Linked DNA regions of Canis lupus: region 1 is linked to region 2. Evidence: chromatin contacts called from public Hi-C data. All regions are on one chromosome and are shown on one strand. Each heading gives the region's core, a stretch centred on a gene start, on an enhancer-like site or on the middle of the called end of the contact. The rest is flanking DNA. Distances are from core to core; before and after follow the strand shown. Region 1 overlaps CNNM2 (metal transporter CNNM2). Region 2 holds the start of CNNM2 (metal transporter CNNM2).

Evidence for each region. Hi-C and Micro-C count contacts between places; a contact is called where the count stands out from the background.
Region 1: a Hi-C map of blood shows a contact between it and region 2, with 4 times the contacts expected there. The contact joins the enhancer-like site here to the promoter of CNNM2 in region 2. A contact is called at or near these places in 5 of 9 Hi-C or Micro-C datasets (amygdala, blood and liver).

What each region holds. Positions count from the first base shown.
Region 1 is chr28:15,694,887-15,701,523 of UU_Cfam_GSD_1.0, reverse strand. CNNM2 (metal transporter CNNM2) reads right to left here. Exons shown (of 7, transcript XM_038578664.1): 5 at 3,671-3,764. Among named protein-coding and RNA genes, the nearest start is that of NT5C2, 110 kb to the left of the region's middle. Within about 2 kb of position 2,638, at least 2 of the 20 cell types and tissues checked have an H3K27ac peak or open chromatin away from gene starts, as enhancers often do. A contact at or near this core is called in blood, where this site is marked.
Region 2 is chr28:15,552,903-15,560,114 of UU_Cfam_GSD_1.0, reverse strand. CNNM2 (metal transporter CNNM2) reads right to left here and starts at 3,181. Exons shown (of 7, transcript XM_038578664.1): 1 at 1,355-3,181. The coding sequence starts at 2,975.

The DNA.
Region 1 (6,637 bases), core at 1,389-3,888, 140 kb before region 2:
TTAAACTTTTGCCTTTCTTTTTTGCTGCTGGATGTATTAGCCAGGCATGACCAAACTCTCCTGCAGGGCAGCGACCAGCAGCTGGTGAGGAATGTGCACGGCACTAATTCAAAAACAAAGAGAGGGCCACCTGCCTGTCAGAGGGCGGAGATGCATGGGCCCCATTCACGTGGAGGCTGGAAAAAATGAACAGAACCAAGAATGCCCAGGTCTCTGCAGACAGGGCTTCTGTTCACCGAGAAAACTTCACAGTCCTTGAGGCTTTGGGGTGCATATGTCCCATAGAAGCATCCTCAGGTTTTAAGGTGCTTGGGGCCCCAAAGAACCAAAAGCAGCCCCCTTGGGCTGCCCTGAAAACCCAAGGTCAGCAATGTGGGCGGGAGTGGGGGGTGCAGGGGGCAGGCAGGGAGCAATGATGCTCCAGGTCAGAATCACCCTCACTCTGTGAGGGTCAGCATTGCTCACGCCACGGGTCCCCTGTCAGTGTCCTGAATCCTTCCCACAGCTGCTGTGGGCTTGTATTTCCCGGGACAGCTCACTCCTGAGTCAGCAAACGTGGAGTTTGAGAACTCAAAGAGAAACTGCAAACAGCCTTGACCAAATCAAGGGAACAGATCTGGCCAGCCAGGCTTTTGTGGGGGGTCAAGGGAGGCAACCGGAAGAAGTATGAAAAGGAAACATGCAGAGTTACCTGGAGAACCTGCTGCTAACAACTCTGTTCTGCTGACAACAAAGGTACGAGACAGGGACAAAGGAACTGGAAAATGGAGAAAAACAGGGTGAGACCATATCACTAGGCAAGAAAGGAGATCTCTGCACTCAGGGCACAGGAGCAGACACCTGTTCTACTAACATGAGCGTTCACTTCCAGAAATACAAAGCCTATACGATATTAGGGAAATTAAAAAGGCATACACGCTGCTTTCCAGGAAGTGGAATACAGGGAGCCTGGAATCAGAAGAAATCCTATTCAAATGCTTCTCTACTAACCTAGAAATCTCTTAAGCCATTAATGCCCTATCGGGGGTTTATAGCTCAAAATGTGCTCTTCTTAAGGATTTAAATCACAATGAGCCCCACGAAAGGCGGGGGAGCTCCATTAATCACCTGCCCCAAGAGCATGACCCAAGCCGCCTGCGCCAGCAAAGCCTACAGCATCCCTACCTATGGCAAGCAGTAAGTTATTCGATTCACTGACATCTTTTGTGTCATGATAATTTTGACCTGATATTTTGAATTGTTTTGGAATACTCTGAACGTTCAAAGTATCAGAGGAAAGTAAATCAAGAGTGTTATACACAGGTCTGCTGGGAATTGGCAGACCAAAGTCATCCTCATCACTGCTTCCTCAGAGAGCCACAGGTCCATTTGATTGAAAAGTCCAATCAGCACTGCCCTACCTGGCAGGAGTCCTATTTCCTGGGCAGGGTTTTTTGTTTCTGTTTTTAAATTGCAGTATAATTGACATACAACTGGGCGGGCCTTGAAACTGATTACTGTAAGATTTTTCTAGGCAATCAACATCAATAAATAGAAATATTATCTTGAGATTATAGCACTAATTGTATCTCTCAGTGAATATACAAAATCCCAAATCTTATTTGTGAAGTCATATACTGGGCTTTTGTATTAAGATGCTATTAACGAGATCCCCTTCCTTCCTGGCATTTCCCAACGAGGCCAGTCTGCTGCAGCCCCACAGGCTTGCTGTATGAGAGACCTGCCTCTCAACATTTCTGAATGGCATTTGCCAGTATGTGAATCCACAGTTCAGTATAAATTGGGCCAATGTTTAGGTTTCAAGAAACAGTGATTAATAAGATGGTACCCTTACACTTCTTTCTTTTCAAAGCCACATTCTAAATCTGACTCTGCTAACCCAGGGCTAATTTGAAGTTGGCTGCCAAACAACAGTTACAAGCTCAACACCCAACTCTGACACCGACATTTCCTCTGTGCTTTCAAACTTAAAAAGCACTCACATTGTATTCTTCTAACAATCACACCAGGTAGCCTTATGGTATCCTGTTAATAAGGAGGAAGCTAAGGACCTTTCTCAGAGGCAGCCAACCATATACAGTGGTCCTCCCAGACTAGTTAGGAACCTCCCTGCCTCCTCACTAGCAGTGAGAACAGAAGATCACCTTCAAGTTTACAGCAGACATGATTAAGTGGGGTTAGATAGGCCCATGTTCACACTGGTGTTAGTCAGCAGTTGACAGTGGGGAGGCTGGCCGATGTGGCCAAGCACCCTAGGGTGGGATAGTGAGAAGATGCGTCTGGGGCAGGGGAGGCTGAGGGACATGAGAGAATCCTGAACACTTCCTTGGCTTTTTAACTGTAATGTAATATTCCTGGATGCCTGGGACACTGTGTGGCCTGGTGGATACTGAGGTCACAAAAAGAGATCTGTCTGGAGGTATCCCCTCCCCTTTGGAGACTGGTTTCCAGAAGTGGCCTAGGTTGTTTTAGGATGGGTTATTTCTAAGTTTGGGTTTTGTTTTTTTTTTTTAAGTTTGGGGTTTGTAAGTTTCCTAGCATAGCATGTCATTTGGCACTGTGGCCACAAGGTGGCACTCCAGCACCTCTGTTTACCTGTCCACACTGGTCCAGCCAGGGTAAGGCAGCAAGCACATGCACACCGCAAAGCAAGCAATGCCCCAAGCCAGAGGTATTTGTGCTCCCTATTCCTACTAGGGCAGATACCAGTTGCTGGCATCTTGTGCTCAGAACACTTAGTTGACACCCTGTGGCATACCCATCATTAGCCGGCTGACTCAACTGACCAGCTGTCTAGACAAGAGCCAGCTCTAGTCAATAAATACACATTTACAGCCTCATTCATCCGCAGGAAAATGCAAACTTTAAAATCTCCAGAACAGTTAACATTTTAAAGGTTCAATAACATTTAGCAGTGCAAGTAGAGCAACTGGAACCCCTGTCAGCAGACGCAGGCTAGCAGTGTGGACTGCTACGTACTGTGGCAAACTGCAGGGCAGGAGCTACTAAAGCTGCAGGTGCCATGTGGGAGCCCACAATTCCACTCCTACACATATGCCCAAAAGAAACGCACACACACTCACCAGAACACATGCACGAATGTGCACGGCCACCCAATTCATGGTAGCTCCAAACAGGAAACTACCCCCATGTCCATCAGCAATGAAAAAATACACTTCACATGATGTGACACTGCACAGCAATGAGAAGAAATAAGGTATAAAGCACACACAGCAATAATGATGAATGTGACAAGGACAACACTGGGTGAAAGAAGCCAGGCTTGATGTAATACGTCCTGTAGAAGTTCATTTACACCAAGTTCAAAAACAGGCAAAACCAGTCTACTAGCTTAGAAGTCAAGGCAGTGGTGTGGGGAACAGTTCCTAATACAGTGTGGTGGTGGGGAGGGTGGTTTGTGGGGTTGGTGATGTTTGTTTCTTGAACTGGGTGCTGCTCTACACGGAGTGTTGGCTGTGTGAAAATTCATGGGGGCAGAGACTTATGATTGGGCGGGGCAAGGGGGCATCTGGTATATGCGATATGTTTCAACAAAAAGCTCAAGAAGTTGATAAATAGGGCTAGCCGGCAGGTACAGAAAGGGGACAGGAGAAGAGTATTCTATCTTAAAGCACAACCCCGCCCCAAGGGGCTGAAAAGGAGAGCTCACCTGGAGAGGCTGTGAGGGCCATCACACCATAGTAGGAGAAAGCACTGGCTTCGAATTTCATACCTTCTTTCCCAGCTTCTACTTCCACTTTCCCCTGTGAGAAGAAAAGGGGAGTGTTTTCAGTCCATTTCCAGGAATCTCTCTGCAAATTCAATGCAAGATTTGTCCTTCCTCAGATTTTTGTCTAGAATTCCTTTCCCAACCAGCTCTGGGAAGTAAAGCCTCAAATGCTCTTTCCCACTTAGAAAAGAGGGTCAATTCATCTTAAACAGGACATTTGGATTTGGCTGGAAATGCAGAGAGAACAGTGAGGGTGTGAGGTTTCATTTCTGTGAATCCACTTAGTATTTTCCCAGCATCCCTAGTTCATGCATGGATCCTTTAGGAGCTCTCCAGTAATAAAAACATGGTGCTCTCTCCCCATCAATTGGGACAAACACTGGGAAAGACGGGGTCTTTCAGGAGCTCAGAGCTGGAGCAGCATTGGGTCTGGGTTAACACTGTCTGTGGCCATGGGCTCCAGGGATGGAGCTCACTCTGGTCTCACAAACACAGTGTGGGGTGTCTGCAGGCAGGACCTTTATGGCCCAGACCCCTGTGGGCACCACCCCACCTCTCAACTTCCTCCTCACAGTCTTGGGAAAGCACCATAGCAAGCCTTCTTCCATCAGGATAAAACCTCTCCCTGAAGTCTTCCCTTGCCTTCTCTTTCTCTAAGTTGTCTAAAGCCTCACTCATTGGTTCCTCCAGGGCAGACTGCAGACGCCTGACTCATCCTGTTAGCCTTCGGGTCCACTATGACCCCCGCATGGTGGGTGCCCAACATGCATTTCCCAAGCCACTGGAACATCCTAGTAAGTGAGCTCCACGTCGGGATTTCCAAGCCAAGGGCCAGAATGGCCTTGTTCACCGTACCTATAGCTGCCCCTCCGGTGACAGGCAACCTTTATGGTATTCCTTTATGATGGGTAAATAAAAATAATGGTACCATTTATTGAAGAGGAACTAGGCTAACAGGTCAGGGCTTTATTAATTCACTTAGATGCTCATAACTCATGAAACAGACACAATCACCCTCCCTTACACATCAGGAGAGGGGCTCAGAAGGATTACATGAGAGAACAAGCCCTTGACCAACATGTTTGCCATGGTGCCCACTAACGCAAACTATTATTTTGATCATTCCCTATTATTATATACTAAATTCCCAGTTATGGGAGACTCTCCTCAAAGCACTTCTTCAGAAAACGCTCTACTGTCTCTCTTTTAGGTTTTCCTTCATTCAAAATACTAGTTATATCACTCCCGGCCAACTCTCTCACTGTAGGAAGGGAACTGACAACTCCACCCATAATGTAAAATCATCCTGCAAGCAAAGGGGTGCCGGAAACCCTGACCATGTGGGGCCCGGGGCAAAGATGGTCCTGGCCACCCACAAGTTTGAGGGAAGCACAAGCACAAGACAGAGGGAAGCAGGGGAAGGATCAGTGGGACATGGTGGTCAACAACAACAAAAAACCCTGTGGGGAAAAAGATCACAAGAATGTAGGAAATTCAGAGAAAAAGATTACTCCCTGTTCTTATACACATTTTGTACAGGAAGGAAAATGCAAGGAGTAAGAGTTGAGGCGAGAGAAGGGAGGGCAGGGGAGAAGTGGGGAGACAGCGGGGCCGCCAGGCTCCGTGGGTTTGCACAGGAAGCCGCAGGATGGGGCTGGAGCAGCGTGGAGAGCAGGGCAGGCCGAGGAGCTCCCTATGTGGTGGGCCAGCGAGGCAGGAAAAGGGAGTCTGGGCTCATGCTGGGCTGGGAGCCATGCAGCTGCGAGATGGCTAGGAGAGAAGCTACAAGAAGGGATCCACAGTTTGGTGAAAGCAGGAGGAGAACAAAGTGTAAGGAAGAGAGGAGGAGTCACTAATTATGACAGATGTTTGCTCTAAGGGACCCAAAGACAGGCACCATGAAGATGGAGAGAAACTTCAGGAAGGCACTGCATTGGTGCTGGGACTGGGGGCAAAAGGGGACAGAAGGAGGCCTTGGGGGAAGAGTCTATCAAGAAAGGCTAAAGTGGAAGAATGAAGGTTAAGAGGAAGGTCAGGATGGAGATGGAGACGAGGGAGGGGAGGAAGGGAGAGGGAGGAGGGAAGGAGAGGGAGAGTGAGGAGCAGAAAGAGAGAAGAGGTGGTCACTAAGTGAGCCAAAGCAGAAGGCTGGGCAGCAAAGAAGAGGCAAAGTGACCGGCCTCAGAGGCAGGGTCCCTTAAGAGGAGGGGAAGAAGAGGACGGGGAGGGACAATCCTCAGAGCCGGTGAGCAATAACACTGGACGCGCCGGGGGTACAGATCTTCGCAATTACTTATCTACTTCTTGCTGCGCTAACCCCTGATCTCGTATCAGATAGTTCATATATACACATGAGGCTGTCTCTGTAGTCGGAAGCTCAACAGCGACATAACCCACATTTCTACACAGAAAATCAAGAGGAAGCATCAAATGCAGCAGAGCCTCATCATGACTCCCATCTTTGTGGGGTTCCCCACTGATCTGGACCATTTGTTTTACAAGCTACAAGACCTTCTGTATTCTGTGTGCCTGCACAATTCTTTAGAATTATCATCAGAACCAGCAGGGTAACACCCACTCCCCCAAAAGACTGTAAATAACAACTCGGGGTCTGCCTCTGGGGGAGGAGCTCTTCCAGGGGCAGTACCCACACGAGCCACGCTCGAACCCCTGCCAAGTAAACTCAAAGGCAGAGATTCCCAGCCCTTGCTGTACACTGGAAACTCCTGGGGATTTAAAAAACAAACAAAGACCTGATGTCTGGCTCCCACTCTGAGGCATTGCGATTTAACTCCTATGGGTGTAACGTGGGCATGAGGATTTTAGTAAAGCTCTCCAGTTGATTCTAGCAGGCAGCAAGTTTGGGAATCCGTTGCTATGAGGCTCTATGGACAAAGGCCCCAGCTC
Region 2 (7,212 bases), core at 1,932-4,431:
ATGGAATTAGGGCAACCACACACTCTGTGGGGATGTTCAGATCGCCACGTCCAGTGAGCTGTCACCACTTACACACACAGCCTTTTTCAGTGGAGAGACCACTATGAGTGCTCAAAATTCTATCTGAAGAAGGAAAACTTAGTTTTGAAGACTATCAGGTCATTAAAGGTCACATACATATTTTAATACCTACACTAGCACCACAGCAATTAAACAGCTCGGCCGCCCATGGTTTTCAAATAGCAACACTAACTATTTACTGGAAACTTTTTTTAAAGACAGAATTTCAGTTAATAATAGCATGAGTTGCTATTTGCCTGTTCATTACACGGTAAAACAAACAAAAAATAACCACCATGCGGGGAAAGGTGAGCACATCAGACTCTGCAGGTAGCTTCCCTATTAAAACTCCCCAGAACATTGAGAACTGACTTGAAGACACACTTCAACTTAACATACCAAGCGATCAAGGTCAAGAAGAACACTTATAAACCAGAAAAACTCTAGCGATAAATAAACCACAATAGAGGGCGTCATCCCATTGTTAAATGTTCAAGATTTCTGCCAAAATCACACTTGGTTTGGGAAATTTATTTGTCAAGTAAATATAAACAAATAGTGAAGAAAGCTAGACAAGATAGCCTAATAAAAGGTTAACTCACCTCTAGTCTTTCCAAGTTATATATTAATAACTCTACTTTGAAAAAAAACAAAACAAAACAAAACCCTCTTTTCTAGCTAAGGCAAGTCACACCCAAATGCATAAATCTTTTTGGTGATATTGGCTTAACCCATCCTCTATCCTCAAAAGGCAGAGCCCAATCTGCCCCACAGGTGGCCTGACAACCAGGAACAGAGCTACCGAAAATGCACTTCCAATCTCTGAAATGTCAGTGAATGGTTAAGGAGGAAGAAGAGGATTGTACTGAGTTTAGAGAAACTATCTCAATGTTTTTCCAAACGCCTGAGATTAGTACATGTCAACCAGATGGCACAGCATGGCATTAGCTGGCCCCGACTTGCACCTTACCCACTCAGAACTGGGGCAATGGTATGCAGCAGACCCCTCAGGACCAGAGGGCCAGCAGTATCATGCACAGAAAATAGAAAGCCTGCTTTTTGAAATGCGAAAAAGCGAGTGACGTTAGTCTCGTGCTTTTAGAAAACCTAGAAGCGCCTTCTAGTTCAATCCATCCCCCAAATCCATGCCACCCTTTCAACTTTGCAATTAAGAGACAGGAGAAATTCCGGTCAACTCGCCTTGGGGGGTTGATCTGAGGGTAGAGGGCTCAAGTAGGGAGGAGGATGGAGAGAGAGAGAGAGCAAGCCAATGAAAGATACCAAAATTTCCCACCTTTCTTAAATTCTTCCAGCATAGCGTCCAACTTGGTGTCATTGAAAACAAAGTGCAAGGGGTGGTTATAAAATTTAGTGATGGTTTTCAGGGGAGTACAGTCATCTGGATCCACGAAGGCCAAGTCTTTGACAAAGAGAAGGTCCACGATGTTGGAGCGCTCCCCCTCAAATACCGGAATACGGGTGTAGCCGCTCTCCATGATCTCCGACATGGTGTTGAAGTCCAGAATGGCTTCGCCCGTGATCATGAAGCAGTCCCGGAGCGGAGTCATCACGTCCTCCACTGTCTTGGTGCGGAGCTCCAGCGCTCCTTGGATGATGTTCAGCTCCTCCTTAACGAGGTCGTTGTAGGGGTCGGTGACCCGGAGCATCTCCAGCAGTTTTTCCCGGTTATAGACAGTGCCTATCTCCTGGCCCAGGACGCAGTCCAGCAGCTTGCTCACCGGGTAAGAAGCGGGGAAGGTCATCATCATGAAAAACTTGGTGAGGAAGATGGTGTTGGCCCCGACAGCCAGGCCGTGACGGGAGCAGATGGCCTGGGGCACGATTTCCCCGAAGATGACGATGCCGATGGTGGAGACCACCACCGCCACGAGGCCTGAGCCGGCGATGTCGTCGAGCAGGATGGTGAGCGTGGTGTTGACCAGCACGTTGCCCAGCAGCAGCGAACACAGCAGGTAGTTGCCCTGCCTGCGCACCGGCTCGATGCGTTTGGCGTAATTCTTCTCCTTCTCGGTGCCGCAGTTCTGCACGATGCGCAGCTCCATCGGGTCCAGGGCCATCAGCCCCAGGTTGAGGCCGCTGAACATGCCCGACAGGCACAGGAGCAGCGAAATGAAGATCACCTGCAGCCAGAAGGGCAGCAGGAACTTCTTCTCCTCGCCCACGATCATCTTGGTGTCCTCGCCGTCGTGGTAAATCCAGGTGGTCTCGGCCCACGGGGGCGGCGGGAGCCCGGCCACTCCCGAGCCGCCCTTGCCCCCGACGGCGCCGCCCGCGGACCCCGGGCCGCCGGCGCCCAGGGCGGGCGTGGAGAGCGATGTGCACAGGTAATAGGACTTGCTTTTCTCCATCTTGCGCAGCGGTTTGATCTCGATCTCAATGATGCCCGATGTGCGGCGGTTGAGAATGATGTGGGGCAAGATGATGATATCGGAGGTGCGGATGCCGCAGCGCTGGGGGCCGCTGTCCGGCTCGGGCGGCGCGGGGCCCCCCAGCCCGCGCTCGCCCGGGCTGTGAGGCCGCCGCTCGTGCTCGGTGAAGGCGATGCGGGACCACGTCTCGTTGTTGATGTTCTGCCCGTACACCCGCAGCTTGACCCGGGTCCGCTCGCTCACCCGCAGCGCCCCCCCTTCCATGAAAGACACGTCGTTCGTGTCCTCCAGCCGCAACCCGATGATCACCGTCTCCTCGTTCTCGCCCGCTGCTGCGCAGCCGCCCGCGCCGCAGCAGCAGCTCAGCAGTAGCAGCGGCAGCAGCCGCCCCGCCGCCGCCTGCAGGACCCCCCGGCCGCGGGCGCTGAGGCTGCGGCGCGCCGCCATCTTCCAAGTGGGCAGTGCGGCGGCTGCCTGCCCGCCCGCCATCTTTACTTCGGGTTCACAAGCGCCACAGCCAATCATAGGGTGGCTGCTCCAGCTGCGGCTTCATCCTTCCCACCCGGCGGCGCGAGCGCAGCCACCGGCCCCTGGGCGAGACTGCAGCGGAGCGTCCGCACACACGGTCCGGCGGTCCGGCTCCCTGACTGACACTGACCCGGCCTCTGCCAGCTGAGGAACCTGGAGACTCGCGGGAGGGGGAAAAGGGAGGGTGAAGCGCCAGCCGCTCCCGCGAGAGGCAGGCGGACCAGCCAATCACGCGCGGGTGCCCGCCCTCCCAGCCAGGGGGCTGGAATGGGGGCGTGGTCACGAGCGGAGCCGCGGGCCAATGGCAAGGCAGGTGGGTGGGGCGATGAAAGCCACCGTCCCCCTCGGCACGCCAAGTTTCCTACTGAAAGGCGCGTGACTCTTGTGTATGTGCGAGGGGAGGAGGTGTGGCCAGCTGGGGCCCGAGAGCCACTCACGGACGAGAGCTGTACGAGAGGGGGCGGGGCCTGCAGTCGGGCTACCAATGAGAGGGGGCCGTCTGCGGGCCTGGTGCTCCCCGAGGGGCCTCGGTAGTAGCTCCCCGCGCCTGGGTAGGCAGTGCTGGGCTAATGTCCTGGGGCCCTGGACGGTCGGTTTTCGCGGCACCGCGTTGCCGGCTGCCGCAGTGCTCAATGTTCCTGCGACGGAGGCTGCCCCAGGAACCCGGGAAGCCGACTGGGGAGGGCTCAAGCAGCGCGTTTGCCTGAAAGGCCGGGACACCTGCTGCGCCACCCTCCTCTACCCGTCGGCGCCGCTCCGCCCGGGATTAGCGGCGACTGGGTGGCCCCACACCTAGCGACCTGCCTCTTCTGGAGCTTCTCACTTCTCCCAACGGGATGCTCTCACGCCGCAGCTTGCGGTCGCGTGGCGCCACCTGCCGGTTACGTTGGCACCCTGCAATGCTTTCCAGGTCTGCAAACCCCAAAAGCTTTGCGGGAGAGGTGAGAAGGTTACAGTGAAGCAGTTTCCCCACCTTCCAAGTCAGGAATCCCCTCACTATACCACAAAGCTATAGTCATCAAAACAATACGGTATTGGCATGAAAAAGGCATACGGATCAATGCGATGGAACAGAGAGCCCAGAAGTAGACCCATACATATATGGTTAATTTAGGAAAAGGAGCCAAGAGGAAAGGACAGTCTCTTCAATGAATGGTGTTGGGAAGACTGAACAGTTACATACAAATGAATGAAACTAAATGCCATCTTACACCACGTATAAAAATTGACTCAAAATGAATTAAAGACTTGAATCTAAGATCTGAAACCATGAAATTCTGACAAGAAAAGGTAGCAAGCTCTCTGACATTGGTTTTAGTGATTTTTTTTTAAATTGTGGATCTGACTCCAAAGGCAAGGTAAACAAAAGCGAAAATAAACAAATGAGACTACAACAAACTAAAAACTTGAAGGAAACCAACAAAACAAGAAGACAACTTGTTCAATGGAAGAAAATACTTGCAAATCACATATCTTATAAGGGTTTAGTACCCAAAACATAAAAAGAACTTGCACAACACAGCAACAACAACAAAAAAAGCAATTTAAAAATGGCCAGAAGGGGCAGCCCCAGTAGCTCAGCGGTTTAGCGCCGCCTTCAGCCCAGGGTGTGATCCTGGAAACCAAGGATCGAGTCCCACGTTGGGCTCCCCTGCGTGGAACCTGCTTCTCTCTCTGTCTGTCTCTGCCTCTCTCTGTGTGTGTCTCTCATGAATATATAAATAAAATCGTTTTTAAAAATAAATAAAAATGGCCAGAGGGTCTGAATAAACATTTTTCCCAGATGTTCAACATCACTCATCATCAGAGGAATGCAAATCAAAACCACAATGAAATATCACTTCATACCTGTTACAATGGCTATTACCAAAAAGACAAGAAATAAGTGTTAGGATGTGGAGGAAAGAACCTTCCACACTGTTAGTGGCAATCAACTTAGTGCAAACGCTGTGGAAAATAGTGTGAAGATTCCTCAAAAAATTTAAAAAAAAAATTAAAAATCGAATTACCATGTGACCCAACTATTCCACTTCTGGATACTTAGCCAAAGAATATAAAGACACTAATTTGAAAAGATATAAGCATCCTTGCATTCATAAAAGCATTACTTACAATAGCCAAGTATGGAAATACAGTGGAACAGAACTGTCATAAAAGAAGAAAGAAGGAAATCTTGCTGTATGCGACAAGATAGACAGATGTTGAGGGTATTATACTAAGTGAACTAAGTCACAGGACAAAGAAAAATACAGTATGACTTCACTTATATATGGAATCTAAACAAAATGAACAAACAAAACAAAAACTCATACATACAGAAAATAAACTGATGGTTACCAGAGGCAGAAGAGGTTAGGGTTGAGCAAAATGGGTGAAAGTGCTCAATTGTATGGTGCTGATGGTAATTAGATTTACGGTGATGATCATTTTGTACATGATACACATAACATTATACACCTGAGACTTACAGAGCAATTTTACCCCAATAATTAGAAAAGAAGGGGCATCTGGGTAGCCCAGTCAGTTAAGCGTCCAGCTCTTGGTTTCGGCTCAGATCATAGTCTCAGGGGCGTGAGATGGAGCCCTGACTTGGGCTCCGAGCTGTGCATGGAGCCTACTTGAGATATTCTCTTTCTCTCTTTCTCTCTCTCTCCCTCCCTCTCTCTCTCTCTCTCTCCCTCTGTCCTTCCCCCATCTCACTGGCACCCTCACTCTCTCTAAAACAGAATGATGAATAAATAAAATAATTTAAAAAGAAGACTTCTCAGGACACCTGGGTGGCTCAGTGGTTGAGCATCTCCCTTTGGTTCAGGTCGTGATCCTGAGGTCCTGGGATCAAGTCCCATATTAGGCTCCCTATGGGAGCCTACTAATAAGTCCCTTATTCCTCTGCCTGTGTCTGCCTCTCTCTGTGTGTTTCTCATGAATAAATAAATAAATATTTTTTTAAAAGACTTCTCTCATATTCTCTCTGAAAGTATATATCACTGGGCCCCATTCCATACTTACTTACTGAAGAGGTAGGACCTAGGAATCCGAATTTCTAATAGACAACCAGGCAAGTTTGGGAAATGGAAGGGGGTAGACATCCTAAGAGATCCATAAAGTCCGCTTCTTCTTTTTAAAAGATTTTATTTATTTGTTAGAGAAAGAGCACAGGGGAGAAGCAGAGGAAGGGGGACAAGCAGACTCTGGGCTGAACGTGGAGACACATACTGGGCTCCATCTATGCCTCCAAGATCACAACCTGAGTTGAAATCAAGCTTTGGATGTTCAACTGACTGAGCCACTCAAGTGCCCAAGGCTTTTTAATCACACTGACCAAACCCTAGTAGGTCCATGGATTGCTCAGGAGAAAAAAAAATCCTGAGGGCACTTGGCTGGCTCTTGTGAGTTTAAGGCCCATGTTGGGCATAGAAATTACTTAATAAAAAATTAAAAAGAAAACTTAAAATTCAGGAGAAAAAAAAGTTCTGAAGACCTAACTCCCTAGGACTCCCAAGCTACTGTGTCTGGAGGAGGCACTGTAGCAAAGTAACTGCCAAATTGGTCTTTTTCTTGCAACTTAAATATCCAAAATATAATTGCTATTTTCTTTTTTGTATTCTGCAAGCAGATTTTCTTCCCTTTTAGTAAACCAGTCAGACGTTTCTGGTTAATTTCTGGTAGAGGTGATAGCAATAGCCTCCTCATGGCTCCTAACTCTTCCACACTTGCCCCTTTCCCTTCTCAGCCCAGCAGCCAGAGAAGTCTTTTAAAGTCAAATCCTGTTGCTCCTTTGTTTGAAGTCGTCATCTGGTTTCCCATTTCATCACAGTAAAAGCCACAATACCTACAATACCCCACAAAGCTCGAGAGGGTGTGTCTTGCCTCCCCTGATTTCTCTGACTTGTTCACCTGCTGCTCCAGCCAGTTACTCATTCACTCCCTAGGGATGCTCCCCTTAGAGCCTGTGCATTTGCTATTTGTTTCCTGTCCCTGGGAGTCTCTTCCCCCAGATGTCAGGGTAGCTCTTCAGTCTCCCTCCAAGACTGCCCAAAGGCCATCTCTCTCTTTTTTTTTAAGGCCATCTTTTAAAGATTTATTTATTTATTTGAGAGACAGAGTGAGCACATGAGTGGAAGGGGCAGAGGGAGAGGGAGAGAGAATCTGAGGCAGAGTCCTCACTGAGCAAAGAGCCCATCATGGGGCTTGCCTTCGGGCTCGATCCCATGACCCTGAGATCACCACCTGA